Regions from separate parts of the Drosophila melanogaster genome. Here all the other regions are linked to region 2. The links are chromatin contacts, called in public HiChIP or PLAC-seq maps. All regions are on one chromosome and are shown on one strand. The core of a region is the stretch at or near the end of the contact, and the rest is flanking DNA. Distances in the headings are between cores, read along the strand shown. Region 1 holds the start of CG17065. Region 2 holds the start of GstT3 (Glutathione S transferase T3). Region 3 holds the start of Cyp6v1 (Cytochrome P450 6v1).

Evidence for each region. HiChIP or PLAC-seq counts read pairs in DNA pulled down with a chosen protein or histone mark.
Region 1: a POLR2A S2P HiChIP or PLAC-seq map of the Kc167 cell line shows a contact between it and region 2, with 4 times the contacts expected there. The contact joins the promoter of CG17065 here to the promoter of GstT3 in region 2. A contact is called at or near these places in 10 of 107 Hi-C or Micro-C datasets (the D17-c3 cell line, the Kc167 cell line, the S2 cell line and 2 more) and 1 of 6 datasets of contacts at active chromatin or transcription factors (the Kc167 cell line).
Region 3: a Psq HiChIP or PLAC-seq map of the Kc167 cell line shows a contact between it and region 2, with 2.5 times the contacts expected there. The contact joins the promoter of Cyp6v1 here to the promoter of GstT3 in region 2. A contact is called at or near these places in 3 of 107 Hi-C or Micro-C datasets (all in the S2 cell line) and 1 of 6 datasets of contacts at active chromatin or transcription factors (the Kc167 cell line).

What each region holds. Positions count from the first base shown.
Region 1 is chrX:20,255,043-20,258,478 of dm6, reverse strand. It overlaps CG17065, which reads left to right and starts at 1,280. Exons shown (of 4, transcript NM_001298559.1): 1 at 1,280-1,703; 2 at 2,447-2,715; 3 at 2,807-3,347; 4 at 3,398-3,436. The coding sequence starts at 1,442.
Region 2 is chrX:20,465,765-20,469,237 of dm6, reverse strand. It overlaps GstT3 (Glutathione S transferase T3), which reads right to left and starts at 1,783. Exons shown (of 5, transcript NM_001298566.1): 1 at 1,468-1,783; 2 at 826-1,031; 3 at 545-691; 4 at 1-202. The coding sequence starts at 662. tbc (trabuco) reads right to left here. Exons shown (of 9, transcript NM_001298565.1): 9 at 2,173-3,473.
Region 3 is chrX:20,655,294-20,659,261 of dm6, reverse strand. It overlaps Cyp6v1 (Cytochrome P450 6v1), which reads right to left and starts at 2,140. Exons shown (of 4, transcript NM_001298570.1): 1 at 1,960-2,140; 2 at 382-1,733. The coding sequence starts at 849. It also overlaps asRNA:CR45466.

The DNA.
Region 1 (3,436 bases), core at 31-2,530, 210 kb after region 2:
AGAGTGGAGCATTTTGGTAAGGCCACTTTGCGACATTTTAATTTAAATGCTAATCAGTTGCCAATAGACAAAAAAGAGCGAACCTATCCCACCTCGAGTGCAGTTCATGTTCCACGAGCCGGCTGCACAATGTGTGCCTGGGTGTGTGCAAAAATTGCAACTCATTTGGAAGTGGGTGGCCCGGCTGGATGGGCTGGATAACCTGGATGGGCACAACAGCAACAGCGCTGCAATTTGTATTTAAAATGTCGGCCATTGTGGATTAGCTGAGACAGAGGAGCACCCAGCTCCCAGGAACCAACATTCAACACCCAGCAGCACGTCAAACAGGAGGCACTGGAAGAAAAACATAGTTCATCAGATAACAGCCATTAAGTAACTAAAAAAAAACGGAAAAATTGATAAAAAGGAAAGTACTTTTTAGAATTTTCAAGTATGTTTATATCTAATATTTAATACTCTAATAAAATTATTATCTTGATTATGGTGTTATCTTCTTGATTCGTTTTCTTATGTATTGATATGTATATTATTATTATTATATTATACTAGTAAACAGCTTCCACTTTAAATTAAAAACGAACTTGATTAAGTGTGTATACTATCGAACAACTTAAAATTCAAAGAAAATTTGATTAGTGAGCTTTCCTTCAATAAAGTGTACATGAATAGCGAAAACGCGTATTTTTCCCAGTGTACCTAGTCACCTGAAGCCCTCTGTTGTCGCTGTTTGGGCGCCGTGTCGTCATTATCATCTGCATTTGCATTTTCGGCCTGCTCACCGACGGCTTGTTGGGTAAATATTGCCATTTTATGCAGCGTCCACGAGATGCCATCGAAGGAGCCGGCACTTTGGCTATAAAAACAAATTGGACGGGGTCGGGGGTGGCGCAAGGCCGCGACAACTGTTTAAACAGAAGGATAGCAAAAGGTTGTCACCGGAAATTGAGTTAATTCGGTGGATATTAATTTGAATCTAATCGATAACGATTGACACGAATCGAATGCCCTCGACCAAAAGCTGATTGATGCGGCACGTTGGCCAGCTAATCAGTGCTGCCGCTTAATTAGCTATAGAATAGCTATTCTACTACTACTTATGCCATATATGTGGCTGTATTATTATTAATCAACAATCATTCTATATTTGATGCATAAGAGTGGGATTGCACGCTAATTGACAGTTCGTTTTTAGGTCAGTCATGTTTAACTACTACTTGCGCTACATTATGATGTAGCGAAGCAAATAGCCAAAAGTAGTAACACAGGGCTATAAAATAGCTTATTTGACAGCACAACATCTGATTGTTGTTGAGTTCGTTTTTGTTTTTGTTTTTCGTTTTCGTTTCAGTTTAGTTTACGCTCCCCTGTTTATTTGCGAGCCATCGCTCATTCCGCCCGCAACGCCAGCCCCGCCCCCTGCGCTCCGCAGCCCCCACCAATGGACGTTCGGATTAAGTGCAACAGCGAGGAGCCAGAGTCTCCGGAGCAGAAGATCCTGGCGAGCAGCCAGCGCCTGCTGCAGTTCACCAACTGCCGCCTTGTACGCGACCACCGGATCATCCACGACGATCTGTGGGTTCGCGACGGTCGGATCGTGAACCCAGAGCCTGTGTTCTTCGACGAGCGGACCAAGGCCCACTGTCGCATCGACTGCGGGGGCGCCATCATCGCGCCCGGCTACATCGACCTCCAGATCAATGGTGAGCCCTGAGAAGCGCGCGCGACCCCATCTCCCCGCTGCACTGTGAAAAACGTATGACATCATGTCTCTGAGCTCTCAATTGAAAGAAACCATATGGAATCCACATTGTGTGCAGTAGATTAAGAGATTAGTTTTAGGATCTACACATTTCGTTTTGGGGCTCTGCAGATTGCAGAAATCTACATATGTATGCAAGTGCATCGCATTCCATAACTATTATATCTATTATCGGTATATAGATATATATGTTAAATTTATAGTTCCACGATCAAAAATTTAAACTTGCAAAAAAGAAACGGCAGCTAGCGGTGGTCGTTAAACCCGATCCCACTTCCACTTTCATCATGTTTCCTATTAGAACACCATGTTGATGGGTTCAATTCCGCACCACTCGGCCTGGAATCCCACTAATTGGCACTTTCGCCGCGCTCCAATCAGCCGCCAAGGTCATCCGTTCTGTTTACCCGTTGACAAAGCGGCAAGCCGCAATATGGAGCACTCGTAATCGGAGCGATTTAATCTTATCGTGACTTCGCAGGCCCCAAGCTGCTGAGCTCGACCGCAAGTGGGCTACAGTGGGCACTTGCAGCGATGACCCACTGTGGTCAAACTAAGTCGCGATAAGCGACCTCTTTGTCTTCGGAAGACAATGGCTAATCGTGCCATGGAGATAATCCGTGGTGTCAGAAACATAATCCAATCCAAAGATGGCTGATTAACCCGAGTTCACATTCTCCACAGGTGGCTATGGCGTGGACTTCTCGTACGACACGGAGACCATCGAGGAGGGCGTGGCCACGGTGGCACGCGGCCTGGTCAAGAGCGGAGTCACCTCCTTCTGTCCCACGCTGGTGACCTCGCCCAGCGACAGCTACCACACCATCCTGCCGCGCATTCCCGCAGAGGTTCCCAAGGGCGCCGGCATACTGGGCATCCATGCGGAGGGTCCGTTTATCAATCCGCAGAAAAAGGGCGCGCATCCGGAGCACTGCATCCAGACCATTGATAAGGTGGGAGACCAGTTTTCATTGCTGATACCCTGATATCCAACATCTGCAGAGAGATCATTCAAATGTAACCTTTCGTTTGCCTCGCTTGAAGGGACTCAGCACGCTGAAGGAGACGTACGGCTCGCTGGAACGCATTAAAATCATCACCCTGGCGCCGGAGAAGGTCACCGACCCGGAGGTGATTGGCCAGCTGGTGGAGCGTGGCATCACCGTGGCCCTGGGCCACTCGATGGCCTCGCTAAGCGACGGAGAGAGGGCCGTGCAGCAGGGCGCCACGCTGATCACGCATCTGTTCAACGCCATGCTGCCGTTCCATCACCGCGATCCCGGCCTGGTGGGACTGCTGGCCTCGGACGCAGTGCCGCACGGTAGGACCGTGTACTTCGGCATCATCTCGGACGGAGTGCACACTCATCCGGCGGCACTGAGGATCGCCTACCGCACGCATCCGCAGGGCCTGATCCTGGTGACGGACGCCATATCGGCGCTGGGCCTCGAGGAGGGTGTCCACCACATCGGACAGCTGCCGCTGCAGGTTAAGCAGGGCAAGGCGTTCATCGCAGGCACAGAGACGCTGTGCGGCAGCATCGCCCCGATGGACGAGTGCGTGCGGATCTTCCAGAAGGCGACCGGTGAGTGCGAGATCCCCGCTAGAATTCGCATTAATTACTCCGTTTTGCAGACTGCTCCGTGGTCTATGCCATCGAGGCGGCCACCTTGC
Region 2 (3,473 bases), core at 534-3,033:
ATGTGCTGCCATTCGAGGAACTCGTCGACGCGGCTCTGGTCAACGAAGTACTTGGGATAGAGGTGCTCCGGTATCTTGCCCTTGGCGCTCAAATAGCGCAGGATGGCCACGCTCTCCGCTAGCTTGTAGCCATTGTCGTGGATGCAGGGCACACGCTGGAAGCGGTTAATCTCCTTCTTGAAGTCTTCGGTCAAGTGCTCGCCTGTGGGGCAAAGACCGTAGTCGAGATTAGATTGCACCCATAAATGGTGGTGGCGGTGGCAGTGGCGGGTGGAGCCATACAAAAAAAAAAGCACAGATGTTACCAAAACTATTAAACTAACAGTTGTATCAACGTAACGCACTTATTCACAAACTAAATAATATTTTATGGATAAATCCTTTTATCAAGGTACAATTGTTAAATGTGGCTAAAGCGCAAAATGATTGTGTATTGATCAGTGAAAAAGACGTTACGTTCTGTACTTCGTTTGAGATACGTGAGGTATTGGCACTCCTGTCCACCACATGGACACACTTTGACCCGCACACCGGTTACCCTTACCATTGCGCAGGGCAACCACGCAGTCTTCGAAGGGCATGTTGCTCAGCCGGAAGATAATGAACAACGCCCTCGAGGGCTGCGACATCAGGTCATAGTAGTAGCGAATGGGAGCGGACATCCTCAGGTTGGTTGGCTGTCTGGAGGGAACTGCAAAGAGAAGGTGCTTGCAGTGGTTAGAGGAGGCTTCAAAACAAATAAATGGGCGCCGGTCCAAAGATCACCGAAGAATCTCCACGGAAAGCCGCATAGCAGCACTACACCCAACACACCCCTGAACTCACCACAAACACGGTCGGTGGGCAACTGCAGCTATTCCACTGAGCCAACAACTTGGATCGAATCTAAATCAGCTGGCGGCGGGGCAAGAAGTCGTACGTAGTGAAGTGGTGAATTGTGGGGAGAGCGAGCTTTACGTAGTGGATTTCATCAACGAAAAGCTCTGCGCGCTCAGTAGTGATACGCGTTAGTGCGAAAATCAAGTAACGGACTTATAAACAATTAAGAAAAAAAATATTTCTGACTTAATATTTATTATTTATCTAAAAGTTTTTTAGATCACTGCCTGGCCAAAGAAATCGGATTAGATATTTAGTTTTAGATATCGTGTGATTTTTAGATATTTAGATATTTTAGATATCGTGTGATATGTTGGGAGTAAGCACTTCATTTTTTAAATAAACAAATGAAAGTTTCCAAGAGAGTTTATCAGATTTATAAACTTCTCCCGTCCTTCATTATGTTCTTTTTTTTAGCATAGAATAGAACTAGAATAATTCGAGTTCCTTACACTTACTAAACTTACAACTTTGTCTACTGCTTTTAAAATATATATTTATAAAGAAGAAATTAATTAATTATCACAATTAAATTAAATTTACTTTACTCTTATAATTCAACTTTCAAAACATTGATTTTAAACTAACCTCTACGTTTGAGCACCTCATCAAAGGCCACCTGCAGCTGATCCTCGTCATTGCTGAGTCCCAGTAAACTGGCCAAAAACGACACCGACATGACGAGATCCGAACTCCACTGAATTAAGCCAGTGAATGAACTGGATGATGCAGCTGCTCCAACTTATATACTCTAGGTCGTGGATGCGTAGAAAATGTGAATGCGAATGCGACTGGGAGTCGAATAAACAAAAATTAAAGAGAATAGGCGCAAGGTATTAGAAACCCTCGAGATAAGGCGGCGTAGTTCCCTCGTTGCACCAGCTACACTGCAAATCGAAAAACGAATTATTGTGAATATTGAGTAGGTGCTACCCTCTGATAATATTGCGAAAGATATAGGAAAGAGAGAATTCCATAATGCAATAATTAAATAATTAAAAATTCCAGTGCAACTGCGCTTCATACATCCGCCGGCCAATCGGAAATATGTATATTGTAGAGTAAATAATCAATCTATCTAATAGTTCTGAGCCATTGGCAACGGCGGAAGGCCAGGAATAGAAACTCCCCAGGGAAGGTCCGTCTTATCGCTCGATAAGGAGAGATTGTTTACCCCATTGCCAGTTCTGTGGCAACAGGTGCACCATTCACCTGAACAGCTGATGGATCGGGATTTATTTATCTGCATATATCTCGAAATAGCCATCCGCCACGCAAACTTCGTTTTCGATTAGGTATATATCGTATGTGTATTTATTAATTCCGATTCAAACATACCGACGTCTTTTGCTTTGTACTTGTATACATTTTAACTATATATATGTATATATATATATTCATATACAATTTGCGTGGGCGTGTATATATACACAGACGTATGTATGTATATACACACACGTATATATGTGGTTTTTTTTTTTTTAATTGAGATAAAGTGGAGCCAAGGTGTCATCCACCTCCTCTTTGGCCGGGAAAAGGTACATTTACAAAGAGTATAAATTAGGGTATAAAGATAATCCACAACATTTATACTCGGTGTAGAGAGAGAGATCACACAGTGGGGGAAATAGTTATTCGTACGCTTTGTAAATATACGTATATAAAAATAAAATACAATTAAATAAAACTGGGAACTTGATTTGGCTTGGCTTGGCAGCGCATAATATATGTAGATATAGTAGACACATAAGATCGGACGATATGCCGCCCATATATGTACATACAGATACATATGTATGTATATATGGTAGTTTAGGTGTACTTGACTTATTGTTGACTTGATTGTTACACACAATTGGATATTTTTCGCTGGTACTGAGTTTACTTTGCAACGAATTGTAATTTATAATTTGATGCATGCGTTTTTTTGTGTGATGTGCGATTGCAAATACAGCCCCTTTAAAATATTATTAGGCTTTTTTTCTTTTTTTTTTTGTTGCAAATTTTTCTGGTCAGTGTCATAATATAAGAACTTGAAATTTTGATAATATACATACAATAGAGCGTTGAAGACATAGACATCTAACCAACCACTCAGTCCAACGTTTTCTAATACTTAATATTGAAAGTTTCAAGTTAGGTAAAATGTATATTTTCCTTCAATTCAATTTTTTTGTTGTGTATATTGATAAACTAGGGCGAACCTTTGATATAACGTGATAAATACATTGCACCCTCCTGATTTTCTCTACATAATAAAACATACTATATGTACATATGTACTATATGTTTTTCGCGTATGTATACCAATGCACTGAAAACAAATTGTTCGAGTGCAAAGTGTGAGTAACAGATGTCTATACAGTTGTATAAGGTTTTAGATTTCATATATGATTTCATTCTTTTAATCAGAGTCTTATGCATTTGCTGCCCCTGTTTTCTGGTTTCCTTTACTTTGGGGATATGCTTGAGGAGTTTGGGAAGAACTTACTAGACCTACTATGGTTAAGTTACCATTAGGATTACAGTTACAGGATTAGTGGTTCAGGTTCAGTGGTTTCTGGTCGCATACAAATCTAATTTGAATACTTTAT
Region 3 (3,968 bases), core at 891-3,390, 190 kb before region 2:
ACATTACAATCAGAAGAGGAAATTTAATGGAACCTAAAAAATTGAATTTAATAATTTTACCCAGTAGCTTGGTGTAAGTGCCGCACCTCGAAATATTAAAATATAGCTATGATCCAAAACGATATGCCGGCGAAACACTTCGATTGTAAGGGAATGGAATTCGATTTGAATAACAGGCAGTTCCTATCTTTAAATGGAATCGGTGTAATTACAAGTCAAACCAGAGTAAAATAGTATTGTTGGTTATTTTTTTCTTCAATCGGGCCCCGCGATTAAGCGTGGAAATGTGTGTTGTGTTGGTCGGTGTAAGAGTTCCGAACGTGTGTCGTGGACCTGGGAGCGGGAGTTTGCAACTTGGACCCGGCTGGTTGAGTGACTCACCTCCTCCATCAGCGAGAACATCTGTTTCAGCTTGGCGCCAGCGAAGGCTGGTGCTAAACGGGTGCGGATCTCGCGCCATTCGGGTTGTTTGGCCAAAAATAGCGATAAGGCGCCCATTTTATCGCTGCGCCCGTCGCACTTGGCGAATCGGTTGGAGAAGCTGACGAAATCCTCAACCAGAACGGTGCGGACCAGCTGGAGATCGCGGATAAGCAGGGCTGGCTGGTGGAACAGATAGATACCCACGACGGGCTCGTTGCGAAACCGCTCGTCGAAGTAGAAGCGGCGCAACTGGAGAGCAAAGGACTCCTCCAGTCGGAGCACCCGGCTCAGGTTGCCCAGCAGGTGGGTCGGCTGGACGAACTTCACCCGCCGGCGCTGCCAGTAGACGTAGGTGCGCCGGGACCAGATGAACACGCCCGTCAGGATCGTCACTATCGCCAGCAGGATGTTCGTGGAGTACACCATCTCGCACTCGGGATCCGCAGTCAGGTCCAGCGGTGGCTGAATCGTGGAGGGATATGCGGATAGTGCCTTGGATTGACCGATCTAAGATTTCAGATTATTCCAGCAGTTGTGACCTCTTCGCTTTTGTTTTGATCGTCTGTTTGTTGTAAGACACAATGACTCCGGATATGGTATTTTTTATACGACCGTAGTTAACTTGCTATGTTTTTTAAGCTAAAGTTATTAGTTGTTCTCTGATTTCATATATATATAAAGTACTAAAGAGCTTTTAAATGTATTTATTCAGTGAAAATTCAATAGTATTTTTTTTTTTTTTTTGTAATGATGCTTCTTTGATTTCTTCGTATTTCTGATGTGTTTTTTAGTTGCACAGAGATCTTTAATTTATCCAATTCATTTCTAACTCCTGTTGGAAATCTATTTGAACTTCGCTGATTTCATTTCTCTTAAGAGCGTTCTATTTTCCCAGCAATATTTCTTCTTCGAAGATCGTCCGATAGTCTTTCTTCAAGTTTTGTTTTCAATTTATTTAGTCGGGGCTTTCGAACAATGTGGTTGACAAATTTTATTTTATCTGCGCGGTTTAATAATATTCTGCATTTTCCGTTGTTTTATGGTTGTTTCTGTTTCTGCTTTTGCTTTAGCTCTACTTTTTTCTTATCGTTTTGGCGCTCCTCCGCGTGGGGCTTTGCCGTTATTTGTTGATTCTCTTTGTCTTTGTTGTTTTTGTAGCTCCTTTGCGTTGCTCTCTTTTCCGCCAATCGTTGTAGTTGTTGTTTTGTTAGCAATCCTCAATGTCCCTTTATCGGGCTTTCTGGCTTTTCTCGGCGTCGCGTGTTTTATAAATAAATACTTAACTAATTATATCACATTTGAAACGACAACTACAAAAAAATATGTAAAAAAAATGACTAAAACAGACCACAATGAAGAATTAAATGCACAACAACGCGACGTCAACAACAAATGGAAGAGGCGAAAGAAGAAATAGCCACGCCGAACGAAAAGAAGAAGAGCACCGCGCAGAAAGACACAGAGAGAGGGATAGAAAGAGAAGTCGCAAGAGAAATGCGAAAAAACCGCGAATACAATTTACAAATAGCGAATTACAGAAAATAAGTCTAAAAATATAAATAAAATCGCTTGCTAGCTCCACCAAGCGACGCTTTTTAACTGACGCTACGTCAACGACCAAAGCCCCACGAAGGCAGCGACGTCGACAGAGCGGCGACGACGCCCCCATCAACGTATGCTGTTCTTTTGTGCTTTATTTTATTAACCGCAAGTTTGCGGGAGACAAAAGAGAGAGGGAGAGATCTTTCGGCGGGATAGTACACAGATACAGAAGAGAGCGCAAAAAGAGAGCTTTGCGAAGAATTTGAACAGTCATGTCATGAGGCACATGTTCTAGTTCGCACAGTGAAACTCATTTTAGCGAGGGGTGGTCAAATGCGGTTTCGTCCAGGTAATCGAATGCACAGCGACCCCACAGCAACTACATACATGACAAAAATCCATATTTTTTAAATTAATTTTAAAAAGTCTTAAAATAATTGAATTTGTATGTGATGCGATCAATGTGATGGTCAAATGTGATTTCGTCCAATTAATAACATCCCACAGCAATGCATCACAAAAAAATTATCTTTGGCTTAGTTCTAATGTTTAGCTGGAATATCTAATAAAACAACTGCAATTGTATGTATATTTCGTTTTATTCATACATTTAATTCCTAATTTATTGAAGTTGTGTTGTGTTTTAGTCATATTCAGAAAAACTACTAGAAATATGTATGTATATTTTTATTCAACGTGTGAGCCAGCGCTTTCGGTTTGTCCCACTGTTGGTGACAGAAAGATGCCAAAGCGCAAAGTAGACCGCAAATAAAAGTGACGATTAAAAGCGAAACTGCAAAACAACAACAATGACGTGACGCGACGGTGACCGCGAATCTTTCGATGAAAACAAAGAGAGCGAAGAGAGCGTAAATTTGTTTTTGTTAGCGGGTGCAGTACAAGACAAAGACAATGGTCACTTCTCGTTGTTAGGGCTTTTCATTCTAGCTTTTATTGTGTTCTTTTCGATTACTTATTTCTTGTCGCCTGTGATGATTTATAAATAAACGTTTTGGCTGTCCTCTGCCATTCGTTGCCTCTGCTTTTCGTTTTTTCTCTGTTACGTGCATTTGTTGTTGCGGTTCAGCTGATTTGATTTTCGCGTATTCTTCTGTTTGCAAGGGAATATCGATAACTAACGAAGGAGGCATCCCTGTGCAAAGTGGGCGCCAAATCAAAAAGCTGGCACAAAATTAAATAAATGTGGAGTATGATAGGTTTTGGTATAACTTATCTACCTGATAACTTAACAACTTTGCCGTGTTATTATTAAGTTAACTAACTAGTACTAACTACAGTTAATAAGTACTTTTATGTGTGCTTGTATCTTTTGTTTTTTATTGCTTAAAATTTATTTTATAACAAACGAAAACATCAACAAATGTTGCTTATCGGAAATTAAAACTTTGAATTTTCGTGAATCCCGAAAACAGTTTGTTGTGAGGCCAGTATTGAACTACTTTCCCCTGATTTTGGGTAAAAAAATTAAACACTACCAAACAAATTGCTGCTCGGAGGAGAAAGGAAACTCCATTTACAACAATTGACAGAAATTTGCACTTGCTGCGGATGGAAAACTTTCACGTCCACTCCTCAGTCCCCTGTTGAGCAGTTTTCCGACTTTTCCCACACGCTCAACTCCTTCTGGAAAAGTGTGCTGAAGTTACAAATGTGCAACATTTCCGGTTGTTTGTATGTCGTCTACTTTTGGGACACCGAAAACTGTTGGCCACATTGATGGCTCACATGGGGGTTAAGGGGACGCCGATTGGTATGGGGGGCGTCGTGGGGTTAAGTCTTGCTTTGATTAAATTTCACGCACGACCGCACAGAAAGGGTTTTCCGCCAACTGACAAAGGGGCGTGGCTCTGGGCGGGCGATTTCGATTTCGAGACTTTCCGGGCCTTACCTTCCGAAAATCACGCGCTGCAGTTCGATTTGCGTTTTTCCAGGGTGGGACGTACGGTGAAACCTCTGCGGATGCAACACCAGCAACCTACAGA